Regions from separate parts of the Zea mays genome. Here regions 1, 2, 4 and 5 are each linked to region 3. The links are chromatin contacts, called in public Hi-C maps. All regions are on one chromosome and are shown on one strand. Each heading gives the region's core, a stretch centred on a gene start, on an enhancer-like site or on the middle of the called end of the contact. The rest is flanking DNA. Distances are from core to core; before and after follow the strand shown. Region 1 holds the start of LOC100272734. Region 2 holds the start of LOC100502457 (Mitochondrial phosphate carrier protein 3 mitochondrial). Region 3 holds the start of LOC103634084 (ethylene-responsive transcription factor ERF012). Region 4 holds the start of LOC100272589 (Splicing factor 3A subunit 2). Region 5 holds the start of LOC100193783 (Eukaryotic translation initiation factor NCBP).

Evidence for each region. A called contact is a pair of places that touch in the nucleus more often than the background predicts.
Region 1: a contact with region 3 is called in a Hi-C map of tassel, with 1.9 times the contacts expected there. The contact joins the promoter of LOC100272734 here to the promoter of LOC103634084 in region 3. A contact is called at or near these places in 2 of 25 Hi-C or Micro-C datasets (ear and tassel).
Region 2: a Hi-C map of endosperm shows a contact between it and region 3, with 2.1 times the contacts expected there. The contact joins the promoter of LOC100502457 here to the promoter of LOC103634084 in region 3. A contact is called at or near these places in 2 of 25 Hi-C or Micro-C datasets (endosperm and tassel).
Region 4: a Hi-C map of leaf shows a contact between it and region 3, with 5 times the contacts expected there. The contact joins the promoter of LOC100272589 here to the promoter of LOC103634084 in region 3. A contact is called at or near these places in 2 of 25 Hi-C or Micro-C datasets (ear and leaf).
Region 5: a Hi-C map of leaf shows a contact between it and region 3, with 6 times the contacts expected there. The contact joins the promoter of LOC100193783 here to the promoter of LOC103634084 in region 3. A contact is called at or near these places in 9 of 25 Hi-C or Micro-C datasets (bundle sheath, ear, endosperm and 4 more) and 1 of 3 datasets of contacts at active chromatin or transcription factors (leaf).

The regions. Positions count from the first base shown.
Region 1 is chr1:37,422,023-37,424,980 of Zm-B73-REFERENCE-NAM-5.0, reverse strand. It overlaps LOC100272734, which reads left to right and starts at 1,432. Exons shown (of 9, transcript NM_001147187.1): 1 at 1,432-2,554. The coding sequence starts at 1,527.
Region 2 is chr1:37,809,867-37,812,911 of Zm-B73-REFERENCE-NAM-5.0, reverse strand. LOC100502457 (Mitochondrial phosphate carrier protein 3 mitochondrial) reads right to left here and starts at 1,364. Exons shown (of 6, transcript NM_001196935.1): 1 at 726-1,364; 2 at 266-627; 3 at 133-176. The coding sequence starts at 1,016. It also overlaps the pseudogene LOC103634112.
Region 3 is chr1:37,657,160-37,660,097 of Zm-B73-REFERENCE-NAM-5.0, reverse strand. It overlaps LOC103634084 (ethylene-responsive transcription factor ERF012), which reads left to right and starts at 1,647. Exons shown (of 1, transcript XM_008655705.4): 1 at 1,647-2,938. The coding sequence starts at 1,855. The coding sequence ends at 2,562.
Region 4 is chr1:37,834,035-37,837,139 of Zm-B73-REFERENCE-NAM-5.0, reverse strand. It overlaps LOC100272589 (Splicing factor 3A subunit 2), which reads left to right and starts at 1,455. Exons shown (of 7, transcript NM_001147052.1): 1 at 1,455-1,641; 2 at 1,730-1,899; 3 at 2,695-2,771. The coding sequence starts at 1,490.
Region 5 is chr1:37,502,925-37,505,624 of Zm-B73-REFERENCE-NAM-5.0, reverse strand. LOC100193783 (Eukaryotic translation initiation factor NCBP) reads left to right here and starts at 1,373. Exons shown (of 6, transcript NM_001138869.1): 1 at 1,373-1,549; 2 at 1,692-1,784; 3 at 1,870-1,974; 4 at 2,070-2,147. The coding sequence starts at 1,388.

The DNA.
Region 1 (2,958 bases), core at 183-2,682, 230 kb after region 3:
CTCTATATAAATTTTTGCTTAGGGCCCCCGAAATGTCAGGACCGGCCCTGAATGCGTCCAGTCCTCTCTGCTGGCAGACGGCGTCAGGGTCATCCTGCAGACGACGCACCTGTCCAGTCTGTTGTCAAAGAGTGCGTCCGTGCCATGCAGCGCACTGTGCTTACCATCCCTTGTGCGAGAAGCTTCCCCTGCACGCCGAGACTGTACAAGATCTCGGGTGTCAGGGCGCAAGAAGATTGCTCCAGCAGGAGATATCAGTGGCTACATCCGCTATGTTCCTGGGCTCACATGTCGGGGCTCAGCACTCTGGTACATGCCCCCTTTAGCTATAAAAGGGGAGGCATGCAACGTTACAAGACAGGCTCACTTAGCCCAAGTGATTCTAGACAACTCAATCTCTCATGCAATACATCACACAGTGGAGTAGGGTATTACGCTCCGGCGGCCCGAACCACTCTAAATCCTTGTGTGTTCTTGTATTCTTCCCATTTTTCAACTAACGAGCAAAACACTTAGGCCCCTCCTCATCTTAGGATTTAGGGCGGGTGCACTCCGCCACCCGGCCGGAGATTTCATCTCCGATAGATGCGTTGTCATAGACTGCACGTTGAGTGAGTGACGCATTTCTCAGTTGTTGTCGCTGGCAACGAGGATAGAGGCATCTTCTAGTTCATGACAGCGGCAAATCCAGCCAAAAATATTGTCGAGATCATCAAGAACAACTTTGCTATATTATATAAACTTTTATGAACTTTAACAATGTTTTGCTAAAGGATTTATAAAATTTATCAGGATCTGCTAACCCCGATAAATTTCTCTAAATTCTCCCCTGTTCATGATAGTGGTCCAAAACTCTAGATCCATCATACATCAAGCAAACACTATAGAAGGTCTCGTTGTGGTTTTGAGGATGGACATATCTGCATTTGGTCCAGCCAAGGCTTCAATAATGGCTTGAAGTATGGCAACAATCAGTTTTGCGAGGATCTCTTTAAGCAAGAAAGTGATAAGGGTATTTTTAAACTTTTTAGGGTCTGTTCGTTTTGCACTCAATTCATGTGGATTGAATGAGATTGGATGAGTTTCAATCTCAAACAAATCAAAATCTTCATAATTTTTTTAATATCATTTAATCCACATGGGACAGGAATAACCGAACAAGCCCTTATGTGGTCTCTTCGTTGCGACAAGTCTGGCACGTGAAACCATATCATTAAATTGGTAAAAAAATAAAGATTTTTCCCGATGATAAAATTGTAGGTGCCATCCTAATAGTGGTTTTATTAGGATCAAATGGCAGAAAGTTAAATATCTCCCATACGCTCGGCCACCTCCACCACCTCACCCACCGAAAAACCCAAAAGCCTCAGCCGCGGCCACTTACAAAAAAAAAAACTTCCCCCCGCTTGCCGCTTGCCGTCTCCCCGCGTCCCCAAGCCGAGCTCTCGGCCTCTCGCTTTCGGTGTTCTCCCCTCGATCCTCGCCCCTGCGTTCTCCAGGGCGCCCATGAGCTGAGGCCGCCACCGATGGGCCCGCCCTTCTCAGCGCAGGACCCCGCGCCGTCGCCGTCGGGCGGCTCCGGCTCCGGATCATCCAGGCGCCGCCTCCGCCGGCTCGACCGCCGCAACGCGTCCAAGAACATCAGCTACAACGCCACCAACTACTGCCAGTACCCGCCGTCCCCGCAGGTCGCCTCCGCGCCGGGGTCCGGGCGGGCCTCGCTCGCCGGCTCCCTTGCCTGCTCCATCGACGTCGTCAACAGCTTTCGCATCGGCGGCAACGGCGACGGGGGCAGGGACCTTCGCTTCCTGTGCGAAAGTCTCGGCCTCTCCGGACCCGACGACTTCGCCATCCCGCTGGCCGACTGGGAGGCGCACAAGGCCGTTCGATCCTCCACCTCCGCTTCGGGCTCCCCCAACTCCGCACGCACCAACCACGACTCCCCTCAGCGGGACTCGCCTTTCTGTCAGGTGGGTGCCGAGGAGCCCGCCCAGGCTGCGGACGCCGACCCGGAGCTACTGGCCGGAACGGGAAGGGACGGCCCAATCGAAGCTCCGGAGCGGCCGGCACGCCTGGATCCGCCGCCCGAGTCCACCTTTCCCGATGTGAGGAGGGCAGTTGGGGAGGGAGGAATCAAGGGGGTGCGCCCGCCGCCGGTGCTCAAGCCGCCGCCTTCGATGGCGCTACCAGCTGTCTGCGGCGTGGGATCCACGTGGGATATCTTGCGGTCCTTCGCGCCGGATGAGAAAGAGGACGCTCCCGCGAGCAGAACTGTCCGTCGTTTTGGACACCGGGCTGCAGAGGAGAAGGATGACGACGAGGATGGGGCGGTATTGTTAATGTTGGACGATCTCAGGCTGGAGGAGTCGTCCGAGGGCTTTACTGGCACTTCTTCACTATCAACAACCAACGATGACGAGACCTCAAGCACCACCACTGAATCCATGTTCTATATCTCACCGAACGGGAGGTTTAGGAGGAGGATCCGGTCATGGAACCGAGGGATGCTCCTGGGTAGTGGCTCGTTTGGGACAGTCTACGAGGGCATCAGCGAGTAAGTGCTCTAAATTTGAAATTCAGTTGCTCTTCCATGCTGTTTAGTTGCTTGGAATAATCAATCTAACTGCTATGCACTGTCCATATACTCCATAGCGTAGTGTAAAGTGCAGCTAGAAGCCTCAACTAATGTGGGTTTCACAAAACTGATTCTATTGCTGATTAGAGCTTACTGGCTCCATTTCTAAATGTTAGACACTAAGCACAATCTTCTAGTAAGTAGCAATTGATTTGATGTAGCCTTCTATAGCTAAACCAACATGATCCTAAGTAATAACTAATAAGCTTTCAGATCTCAACTAAAATCATTCAACTGCAATTCAATGAACCATTTCCTCAATCATACATGGGAGCATGACATCTTAGTGTACCAAAATGTTGCACTCATGACTTCTAGATCAG
Region 2 (3,045 bases), core at 115-2,614, 150 kb before region 3:
TTTGAGATGTAGTGAGTAGCTAGTTAACTATTAGCTAATTTGCTAAAAGTAGCTAATAGCTGAACTATTAGCTAAGCACCGATAAGCCCTTAACAAGTAACTGTATAAACTAGCAATCCATTTTTGACTTACAGGGAACTTGGCGGCCCCAAAGAGGAAGTAGACCTTTGTAAAGCCTGAAATTTGCACCCAGTGTTAAAAGATTGTTGCTCCCCAAAAACCTTGAACAATAACACAGATCATACAAGACATGCAGTATCTGTACCCAAAGGCACCTTCAGATTGGACAATCTTCGGAAGCCCATCGACCAGGCAGCGAGCAAATCCCGGTTGTGTCTGGACCCGAATTTTGACAGCCTCCATGGGGCAGAGAGCTACATCCGCAATCACCTCAGCGGACGCGGAAGCTGCAAGGTAGATCAAAGTCCTCAACCTTTCAACGTTCTCGGGACCAGAAATGTCAGAGTAGCACTTCTTGAAGAACTCGTAGAACCCAAACTTGCAGGCCCCCTGGCAGCTGTACCCAACCAGTGTGGCCATCCATCCCCTGAACAAGCCACGGGGTCCTTGCTCATGGAGCATGACACCAAAGGCAGATGTAATGTCCCTGTACTTGCTAGGATCCACCTGAGTGAAGGGACATTGAAGCAGGCAGCAGCTGTGTTAGTCATTGAGACATGGACAAGGAGAACAAGCGAAGGAACCTATCGCTGACAGTGACGGACCTGCATGTTGCACTTGACGAGGTCGAGCGGCGTTACAGCGAGGTGAGTGAGGCCGGTGCTGAGAACGCCGCCGAGGGCGCAGGTAGCGTAGAACAGCGGCGTGTGCATCTCTATAACCTCTCCTTTCCCCTCCGCCTCCCCGACCGCCGCTCCAGCTGCCTTCCCGCATCGGACGCGGAAGGCCGCCTCCCACCCCCTCCCGAGTTGCTGGGTGCTGGCGACCAGCGCGGCAAGGACACGGTCGAGGGGCAGCGGGATCGAGGAGCACCCCACCTTGTCGCGGCTCGTCATCTTTGAGGCACGGGAGTAGCTGGGTTTTCGACGGGAGGGCGTGGGCGTGGGCCTCGCCCTCGCGCATGGTAGGGAGGAGGGAGATGGGGAGGGGGTCGCGGCGAAGGCCGCGTTGGTGCCGCAGCCTGCAGGCGTTGTCCACCTAGCTTACTTAGGTCGGGAGAAGCTGAGAGCTCTCTCCGTCGAGTCCCGACCTGACCGCGCTTGCCGGCGGCCACTGGCGTAAAGTGGCTTGGCCGCTAACGCCGTAACGCGCGGCTGCTGTTTTTCCAGTGGGTGTGTGCGGATGGCGTGGGGGCAGTGCCGCGGGGCACGGCAAAAGAGCCCAGCGCTGGCCGCCGCCGGGACGGTAGGGGCGCGTAGAGAAGAGCGTGCCGGGGGTGATTTTGGCATAGCCGGGCTATTTTTTTTTTCTCCGCGGTCCGCGCCGGAGAAAAAGATGCGACGCATGGCGAAAACCAGGAGGAAACACACTGAATTTTGTGGACAAACGAAGCATGCCTCGCAGTCATATGCCAGACCTTCCGGCGCGTCACACGTGGTTCGAGTGCATGGGAACCACATGGTTTGAAACTTCGAAATCTGGATCATGTGATGTTTCACGTGCTTTGAATCTTGCAGTACGGCTTCCATTCTTGTTTTCCATTTGGGCCGATAATTCTGTTGATTTGTTGATTTTGAATTTTTGACTACGGATACTGATGCTGGCAGCTGAAATCCCAGGTAGCATAAATGGCTAATCAAAGCGACGCATATGCAGCTATGCAGTGATGTACTCCCTCCATATGGAATAGAAGTCGTTTAGGATATAATTATGCGTGATTAATTAGGTTACATTTATCAAGCTTGTCCATATTAAACAGCACTGTAGCTATACTGTGGATACAAAAATGATGCAACTTGAATTGTTATTGCAGACGGTTAAAGGCAGCAGGGACATGAGGTCCTAGGATTGGTTTCCTCATTGCTCAGCAATTTTTTTTTTGCGATATGTTGGGTTCGGCACAAAGAGTTGGAGGGTAAAGCCGTCCAAAATGGAGTACTTACATCTAAAACGACATACTTTGCCTATCTCTAGCTACCCCTTCAAAATGACTTTATTTTAATATTGAGGTAGAGGAGTTAGAATCTACCGGTGTCAGGTGTGGGTGTGTGGTGACTAGAGTTTTGGGAGCAGAAATTGTTGGCTTCCATGTCAATCCTACCCGTAGTTATTATAGTGTCTGTGATTGGGGCCTCAACCAAAATGGATGGGATTGCGCTCCTCATCAAGACATCTAAAGTCTTAAAAGACGCTAGTAATCGAGGCCTCCTCCGCGTTTCCGCCAGTGCCAACCTGTGCGCGTGCGACACCTATACCGGACCCGAAATTTTATCTTCAATCGACCTATGGACGTTTCGTGCTCCTCTCTCTCCTACGCCGCCGGCTCACTGCCGCCTCTTCTCACTCCCACGTCATGCCCACTGCCGCACACCTGCCTCCTCCAGATCTCGCCGCGACCTACATCCCCGGCGTCGCGGCCGGCTCCACTAGCCCAGGCCTTCGACCATCGTCTTCCTCCGCCGCGCACTCCATCTCGCCATGTCGCCCGTATGGGCGTATGGACCGAGCACTTTCTTTTCCTCCTGTCTCCGCTCGGCCACCTTCGCCGCTGCTTCGCTCCATCCGCGCCAACCCCAGAACCACCCCTCGCGTGCCTGGCCTTCTGCACTGCTCTGTCCACCGACCCACCACCACCTCCTCCTACTAAGGTTAGGGCACTCGTCGCAGGCCCCGTTGCGCTCGGCTCAGTGCGGAGGCCGTCGCGGGCCGTCGTTATGTGCCTTCGCCGCCGCGCGATCCAAATGCTCCTGGACGTCTCCTTCGCCTACGCGCTGGATGTATTGTTCCTCGAATCGCCCTCGTTAAGTCCGGGAAGGCCGAGGTGGATCCCACGGTTGAGCCTCGCCGATGCGCAGGTAGCCGATGTGGTTCATGGGGAACTAGGTATTTATATTTCCATTCATTAATGTTAGCATTGCATGTATC
Region 3 (2,938 bases), core at 398-2,897:
TAGTTAAGTTTAAAATAGAAAATGAGATAGAGTGTGTGATTGAGAGACTGATGGAGGTAGTGTCATTTATTCCGCTGCAGATCTGACACTTCCCTTGTGTATAAAGAAATATATAGATGCCGAGAATGAGAAAGCTTATTGTTCTGGCCTCCTCTGCAGTGTATTCTGCTTTCTGGCAGCTAATCGATCTAGTTTTATGATTTCTAAATAAATATGGCTTTATTATTATTGGGTTTCCGACAGCATCACGGAAGTTGCAGTGCGTGCATGTGATGATCTCCGTTTCTTTTTTCTTTCTCACGCAGAATAATAGTATTCCTGAAACTCCAGTGGCCGGGCTTTGCTGCATTCCTCCGTCCTCCCATATGCCATGTCTACAGCTACTATCTAGGCTGGGCACGTAGGAGTACCTTCTCAAGTAAGAGCAGCTAAAAAGCAAAGTCGGCACAGCTAAAAAGCAAGGGTTATATGTTCTTACCATACGTTGCATGCGCTCACAGTTATCTTAGGGTCCGGGTTTTTCTAATTACTAGCAGCTCTTGCTTTCGACGGTTAGTTGTTATATATCATATAAATATGTATTTAGATATTTATTCAAATATAATTATTGTTTTATTTTGAACACTAAAACATGTTTGGTCTGCTGGTTAGTCTCAAATTTTTGAAGAAGGAGGGTGTGTGTTCAAATGCTCATTCCTAAGAACGTATATGTACGCAAATCCTGCTATGTGACGATCTCCAAAGATTGGATCGGCAAAATTTTTATGAGGTTAGTTTAAATATTAAGGAGTAGTGAGCTTAGGTTATTTTTATAATGACAAAGGTAGATACTTTATATGTAAATTTAAGGGGTTACTTTGAAGTATTTTCATAATGATGAAGGCAGGTAATTCTTTTTTATTTTATTTTATTGAAAAGTTCACATGGTTATTGTGGATCGTGAATAGAATCTGTTGAAGCGATGGATGGGTGTTTCTGATGTGTGTAAAAAGGTACCTACATAATTTATTTATTTTCTCTATCTATCGTGTCTAACGTGGATAATTGAAAAGTACTCTACTATTAGTAACAACAAGAATATATAATCACTGATCCCCGCAAAGTTTTTAACGCATAAATATCTAAAACCCCTATACAACTTATTACCACCACCCTCCCGGCCGGTTGGTTAATAAATAGGAAAAACATTTTCATTCTGACATAGCACGTTCTTTTTACTTTGGTTAAACTTTGAACAATGGTGTCTTCTGAAACATGTCATGTTAGTAACTTTTTAATTTTTATTAGCAAGACAATATCATGATTCTACTACATTTTATAAATATTAATGTAATGACGATCAGTGTTCAAAGTACTGTTTCGTATATCTATCTATGATATCTAAAATAGCGAACGTGTATTTGTTTTTACTACATATACTACCGTGTGTCCGTGTTCGACGAACTCGACCAAGAAGTAAAGCTAGTACAGCACAGATTTGTCCAAGCTCGTATCATGTGAACGATGAAACTAAATTAGAAAAGCGGAGCGCGTCGAGGAAGTACATGCATGCATGTACACTTTAAGGGTGGCATGCATGACACCTAAGCGCGCGCGTCTTCCAAATCGGTAGCCCCAACCCTTTCTCCACAGCTGAGCTAGTGCGTGTGGTGTGACACTGTGTAGGCGCGGCGTTTCATTCCAGTGGCGAGCTCGACGCCGCGCCAGCGCCACTATATATACGATGGAGTCCACTTGCTCACGCATCATCAGCGTCACTCTCCTCCCTTCCTCCCGTTCCCTCCCCGCCCAAGGCACGAACAGCAGGGGGGAGATCTAAGCGCCGCGGCGCACGCCGAACGGCAGTTCATATATATGATGGTGAAGAACCCAAGCAGCAATGGCGTTCTCACGGCGGCGGCCGCCTTTTCCGACAGCAAGGCCATGCGGGAGAGCGGCAAGGCGGCGGCGGCGAGGCCGTACAAGGGGGTGCGGATGCGGAGCTGGGGGTCGTGGGTGTCGGAGATCAGGGCGCCCAACCAGAAGCGCCGGATCTGGCTCGGCTCCTACGCCACTCCCGAGGCCGCGGCGCGCGCCTACGACGCCGCGCTGCTGTGCCTCAAGGGCTCCGACGCCGTCCTCAACTTCCCTTCCTCGTCCGCGTCCTCGACTCACCGGCGTGCTGATGACAGCAGCGGCGGCCGCCCGGACGACGACGACCCGGGTGCCAGCGGCGGCATGTCGCCGAGGTCCATCCAGCGCGCCGCGGCCGCGGCTGCCGCGGCGTTCGGCGACGCCGCCGGCATCGGCGCCAGCGCGACGACGACGCCGACGCCTGCCTCGCTGTCGACGCAGGGCAGCACCGATCACGCCCACCAGGAGCACGCGACGGCATCATCGTCTGCCGCGGACGACAGCACAGGCTCGCCGCCCGGCGGGGAGGAGCTGTGGACGGACCTGGAGGCATTCGCCTCGCCCAAGTCGATGGATCTGATAGACACCGGCGCCGCGCCGTTCCCGTCGTCGGCGTGGGAGGAGCCCGAGGACGACGGCGAGCTGATGAGGCTGTGGAGTTTCTGCTAGGCCTCGCGCTCTCTAAAGATCGATCGCAATGCAGTGAGCGTACATGCATTGCTCCATCTTTTTTCTTGTCGACGACATTGCAAGGAGAGTGCCTAGCTAGGTTCATGCATGCGCAGCTTCCACCAAAGATTCTTTTGTTTTTTTACATAAGATAAAACAAGATAAATATTAATTACCTGTACTCATCTGGACATGGATTGTTGAGCGAGCGAGAGCCGAGAGCATCGGATACTTCTGCTAGATTTGCCTCCATTTTGTTTAAAGATAGAATTATTAGTACAGTTTTCGCGATTGCTTAATCTAATCAGAAAGTGCTCGGAAGGACACGCGCTGTGTCTCTGTCTCCTGAGGCTTCGCGTCTAAGCATTTTGCGGTT
Region 4 (3,105 bases), core at 206-2,705, 180 kb before region 3:
CATGTCAGAATCGCTATGGACAGATTCTCACTAGAGATCTCTAAAGGTAATGACATTTTTTCTTTTATAAATTAGTACGTGGTATCTACAGTTGTGTAGAATGATTCATTATATTTAAAATTTTCTTTGTATTCTAAACATTAATCTAAAATGTAATTTTTGCCTAGGTTCAATGGAACCTTCATCAATTTTTTCACCCACATAGAATCTCACCATGGAAAGTGGAGCCATTAGATGCATCTAGCTTCACCTCCTATGGTTTTAGGATTGCCTTCATGTTTTGGTAAGGAGTCTCTTAATACTTATCATTAAGAAATATGGTTTATTTAGGCATGTGAAGAGTGACGAGACATTTTTGTTTGGCACATGCATTGACCTCTCCCTCACTCAAGATTCATCACAGCCCATTCGTTTATTTCGCTGTCATGGTTAGTTGTGATACCTAGATACAATATAACATAGATTTAACTAATCACAAAATGAATTAATATTAATGTTGAAGAACCCACTTACTACTAATTTAGAATTTACAGGACTATCATAGAAAACAATTACAAACTAGCTCAAGCGCGCCAAGGGCGCGCCCCAAACACTAGTAGCTATAGATCCACGTAGGAACAATTTAGTTAGAATTATCTGGTTTACCTTTATGATTTTTTATTTCTCCAACCAAATTATATAGGCCCTATTTGTTTGGCCTTTTTTTAGTTTCTGGCCACTAAAAGCTGCAGACTGCCGAACGCCTCAGCTTTCCAGTCTGTTTTTGTAAGAATTGCTTTGGTAAAAAACATCCAAAATTAATATGAACACATAATCGGTCGAGTCATCACATTAGTAAGAATACTCCCTCCAGTGCAGTAAAGGTAGTCGTTTAGGACATGATTGTGCATACCAAGGAGTGATTAATTATCATAGAGTTTTCCCTGTTTGCCCCTATTAAATAGGGATATGGGTGCATTAACGTCACTAAAACAAGCAAGCTTGATTGGTTGTTGCAGCAGCTCTAAGGCATTCTAGACTGGAGGTCTCAAATTTGATTCCTCTTAAATGCATTTTTTTTTGTGCAATTACTAGGGGCAACAACGTCCAAATCCCAGACCCACGCGTGCTATGACTTCTTTTTGTGCACGCTCGGTCACGCGCAGGATGACTTCTTTTACTGCACTGGAGGGAGTATGTCGCTTTCTATATCCTAAACCCTTCCGACCACTTCATAGTCCTCCGTACGTAATCTCTAATATACTTAGATTCTTTCCATAGTCAGATTTTATTCACAGCCAGAATCCTTTAAACTACTCCATCCTCCTCCGTACGTAATCCCAATTCCCAACATACTCAGATTCTTTACATAGTGAAATTCTATTCACCCCAAATTTTTAGAAAGACTGATAATAAAAAAGCTCAACCAAAGGGCCTTTATTGTTGTGGGCGTACGCGACCAGTGAGGTGCGGTTGGCCAGCCAGCGGCGAGCCAAACCGAGCGTACGCCATGGATCGCGAGTGGGGCTCCAAGCCCGGCAGCGGCGGTGCCGCCTCCGCCCAGAATGAGGCTATTGACCGGCGGGAGCGTCTCCGCCGCCTGGCCCTCGAGACCATCGACCTCGCCAAGGATCCCTATTTCATGCGCAACCACCTCGGCAGGTAACCCGCCCTAAACCCTAGCGTACTCTTCGAACTCGCCCCCGTCTCGATTCGCTTCGATCTATGCGCTGATTCTGATTGTTTGTAGCTATGAGTGCAAGCTGTGCCTGACGCTGCACAACAACGAGGGGAACTACCTAGCCCACACGCAAGGGAAGAGGCACCAGACCAACCTCGCCAAGCGCGCCGCCCGAGAGGCCAAGGATGCGCCCGCGCAGCCCCAGCCCAACAAGCGCAAGCTTGCCCCCCGCAAGTCTGGTGCGTGAAAAAAAAAAGAATTTCCACTCCCCTTTTACCCGCAAAATTGCTGTTGTTAATTAGAATCGTCAATTACCAACTAGGTCTCCTTGTTTACTTTCTGCAGCTGCTTAGATTTTGTATGGTCCAATCAGATAGAAGTATGCTATTACGCATGTGCAGTGTGTTTAGAATGATGAAAAACGAGTTGTTCTTTCCTTTTGTGATTAATGTAAAGTTGAAATCTTGAAGCAAAACTATACCCATATCAAGTTAATCAATGGAATTTAGTTCACCCAATATTGATGCATAGCAAGTGGACCTGGAAGATTATTCAACTTCAACTTTGTTGTGCCCACCTTTCCATGTTTGTTTCTTATAATTTCACTTAATACAGTACATTCCCTTTGGATTGTGTTTTCCACCCTGCATTCTGCTGGAATTGAACTGTTTCCTGCAAAATTTTGGTCAAATGTGTGGGTTCCAAAGGAGGTCTAAGAGTATGAAGAACAAACCTGAACTTGTTGTTTTTTAGTTGCCCGGTAAAAAGCTTTCCTGTTAAGTTAAATTTCTCTGGGTTTCCCTGATACCAAATGGATGCTCTAGGTCATAGGTTCGAAGCAGCCTCTCCGCATTTGCGGAAGAAAGGTTTGCCTCGGTTTATCCCTTCCTCAAACCCATTCATGTAGTGATGTGAGACCCTCTGGCACTTGGTCTGCCCTTATTAGTCTTTTCTGTTTTGTTGTCAAACTTAAGTTATCAACACAGTATTGTCTTGTCAGTTGTTCTCATTAACTTTCTTTCCTCCCTTTGCAGTTAAGATTGGCAGACCCGGGTATAAAGTAACCAAACAATATGATCCTGAGACGAAGCAACACTCGTTTCTCTTTGAGGTCAGTATTCCTTGCATTCACAGTATTTACAAAGTCCTTACCTCACACATGGTTATACATTGAATATTGTAAAATGCAGGAATCTGGTTTAACTTCAATCAGACATATCTACATGTTTTTTGGTGTATTTCTATTTTTTCCATGTAATTTAGAGCACCTAACATTTTTTCATATGTCAATGATCTTTTATTGATTTTAGTTAAGTTACTTCTTGTTTGCATTTTAAAGATCATTTCATGTAGTAGTCTCTTTTTATATATAATAAAGAATGCTTCAGCTCAAATTTTGAAACTAGGGTTCATCTGATCTGGAATTTATCTTCTGATAAGGCAGT
Region 5 (2,700 bases), core at 124-2,623, 150 kb after region 3:
GCTCGTCAAGGTAGTTGACACCTTGGAATGCTGTGGTGTGCGGGATGGCGGGTCCGCGTTGAGGAATGAACAGGTCTTCGAATGGCGCACGCTGTTGGAGGGGTGTGCCGTGTTGCAGATCAAGTTGGCCTTCGCGCTGCATGAGCGCAATCTCTTGCTCAAGTTCCTGAGCCCTCTGCTCCTCGTCGCGTATCATCTGGCGCACCTTGGCCTGCGCAGAGACACGTTGGCGCTTGACCTCGATGATCTCTTTCTGCTTCTGGAGGTTGCGGTTCTTGATGCGCAAGGCCCGTAGTTGTAGCTGTTTCTCTGCTGAAACGCCGATGACTTCGCCATCCTTAGTGGCGTCCGCGCCCTCCGGTGGAGCGAAGCCTGGGGGAGGTTGCGGTTGTCCTCTGGAGCTGCAGGTGCGGAGACTGCCTTCGGGTGTAGGTTGTTCATTGCGCTGCCTCTTGTTGAGTGCGTCGTCTTCGCAGGCTTCTTGGTGGGTGGTGTCTGCAAGGGCCTTGCCCTTTTTCTCAGCCAGCAGCGCTGCCTTCGCGGCTTCGTCCACAAATGGGCTGCCTTCGAGCTAGCTCTCTTGGGTGTCATCGTGGGTGGATTTTTCGTAGCACGAACGATGAGCGCCAAATGTTGGAACTTGCTCTCCTGGGCAAGTTGATCCAACGGGGGAATGAAAGCAACATAAATAGGATTTCAACTTGAGATGGCAATAGCTCTGTTAATCCAGCCTCTCAAGGGCACTGTACGGGGGTATTTATAGGTGCCTGAGTGTCCAACGTTTCGATGTAAGGACACATGTACCCTCAGACACCTGCACTATCCCCGGAATATTCCCATAAAGGAGGGTTACAGACTGTCATTCCAGAAAAGGTATTACAAATCGAGCCCGTAACACGCTTCTCCGTGCGGGACCTGTTACAATGGGCTGAATCCCTCATGGGCCTCAAGGCCGAGTGAGGACGTGGGACGGGGCGACGTCGTCGTAGGCCTTCGTCTCGTAGTGTAGGAGGCGAAGGGTGGACCTCGCCGGTTCTTCTGCTTCCGTTGGCACAGCGAGAAAAACGAAGGCTGGAACGAAGGGTAGCGTCTTTGCCTTCGCCCCAACACCCTCTAAAGACATGCTTAAGATTTCAAAAACTTTTGTTATATATGTGCATCTATATATATACACATTGTAGCAAAATTTAAGACTCAAACCTAATCTATACAATTTCATATAAAAACAAGAAATTTCAGCTACAAAAGGCCCATTCCGAAGGCCCAAGACTCCTTACACTCTCCTTTTGTCACCTTCTCTTCGTTCCCCTCCTCGGCTCCTCGCGATCCTTCTTTACTGCCCGAGAGTTCTGACTAGCCACATCCAGTCAAGCAGTAAAGGCGCACCATGGAGGCGGCGGCGGAGAATAAGGAGGCCGAGCAGGAGCAGCAGCAGCTACCGCACGCGCGGAAGGATAACGCGCCCGCCGCCGCCGAGGAAGACGAAGCGGATTCGGAGGAGACCGAGCGCCGCAACCGCGACCTCAAGTCCGGCCTTCACCCCCTTAGGGTAAGACTCCACCACAGCTAGATCTGTCACACGCCTCAACTAGCTGGTGACTATGCACCTTCATCTGCGTTGTGCGTGGTAGATTGATTGGTGGGATTGTATAAGTCGATTTGACTCGTGAATTTTGGCTGCCTGTCTGCAGCACAAACTCGTGCTCTGGTACACTCGCCGGACGCCTGGAGCGAGGTCGCAGTCGTACGAGGACAACATCAAGAAGATCATCGATTTCAGCACAGTGTGTCTCTCGGATGGCTGTAGTTGATGGGGGAGATTCCTAACTTCAGTTCAGCTGACTGCTGTTTCCTTTTGAATACTTGAAGGTCGAATCGTTCTGGGTTTGCTACTGCCACCTTGCGCGCCCTTCTTCCCTGCCGAGCCCCACTGACCTTCATCTCTTCAAGGATGGCATCCGTCCCCTCTGGGAGGTATTGTTCTGAATGTGGCATTCTCTGTCGTCTCTCTGTCTACATGTACGATGTCTGTCCATGTTGCAAATGGTTAATGGTTTTTAATTGGCCAGGATCCTGCAAACCAGAATGGTGGCAAGTGGATAATTAGATTCAAAAAGGCAGTTTCAGGTCGATTTTGGGAGGATTTGGTAAGTGAACTTGTACTATCAATGTATGTGCTTTTACTAGATTGTTTGCTGCCGTTTGTCATATTTTGGTTGAATCCAAACTCATCCATTACTTGAGCCCCTACTATATGATGATATAGTCACATAGGCCTGTTACCATATGCAAAATGATCTCAGCTTATTATGAGGTCGTCCACCTTGGTAGCATCCTATCGTCTTTTGTGTTGATTCACTCTTAGATGGGCAAGTTATCATATGGAATGCCATGGTGATAAACCAACCCATTCTTTCATGTATTGTATGCCAATCAAGATTGTGCTAGTTCTTTATACATTGGAATGGGTTAGTAGTTACTCCTCATGTGTCATGACCAACATGCAGATAAGAAATGAGGGACATGATTATGCCATTAGAATCATGTGATGGCAAGTTGAACCCATCTTGATGAAACAAAAAACAAGTTGATGGTAGGATTATTTTTATGCAGCGAGACATGTTTTAGTGTGGACAATTTGAAAGTCGAAACTTGTCCCAACCATATTCTCTGCAGTTATATGTTATTATGGTTGAGCTT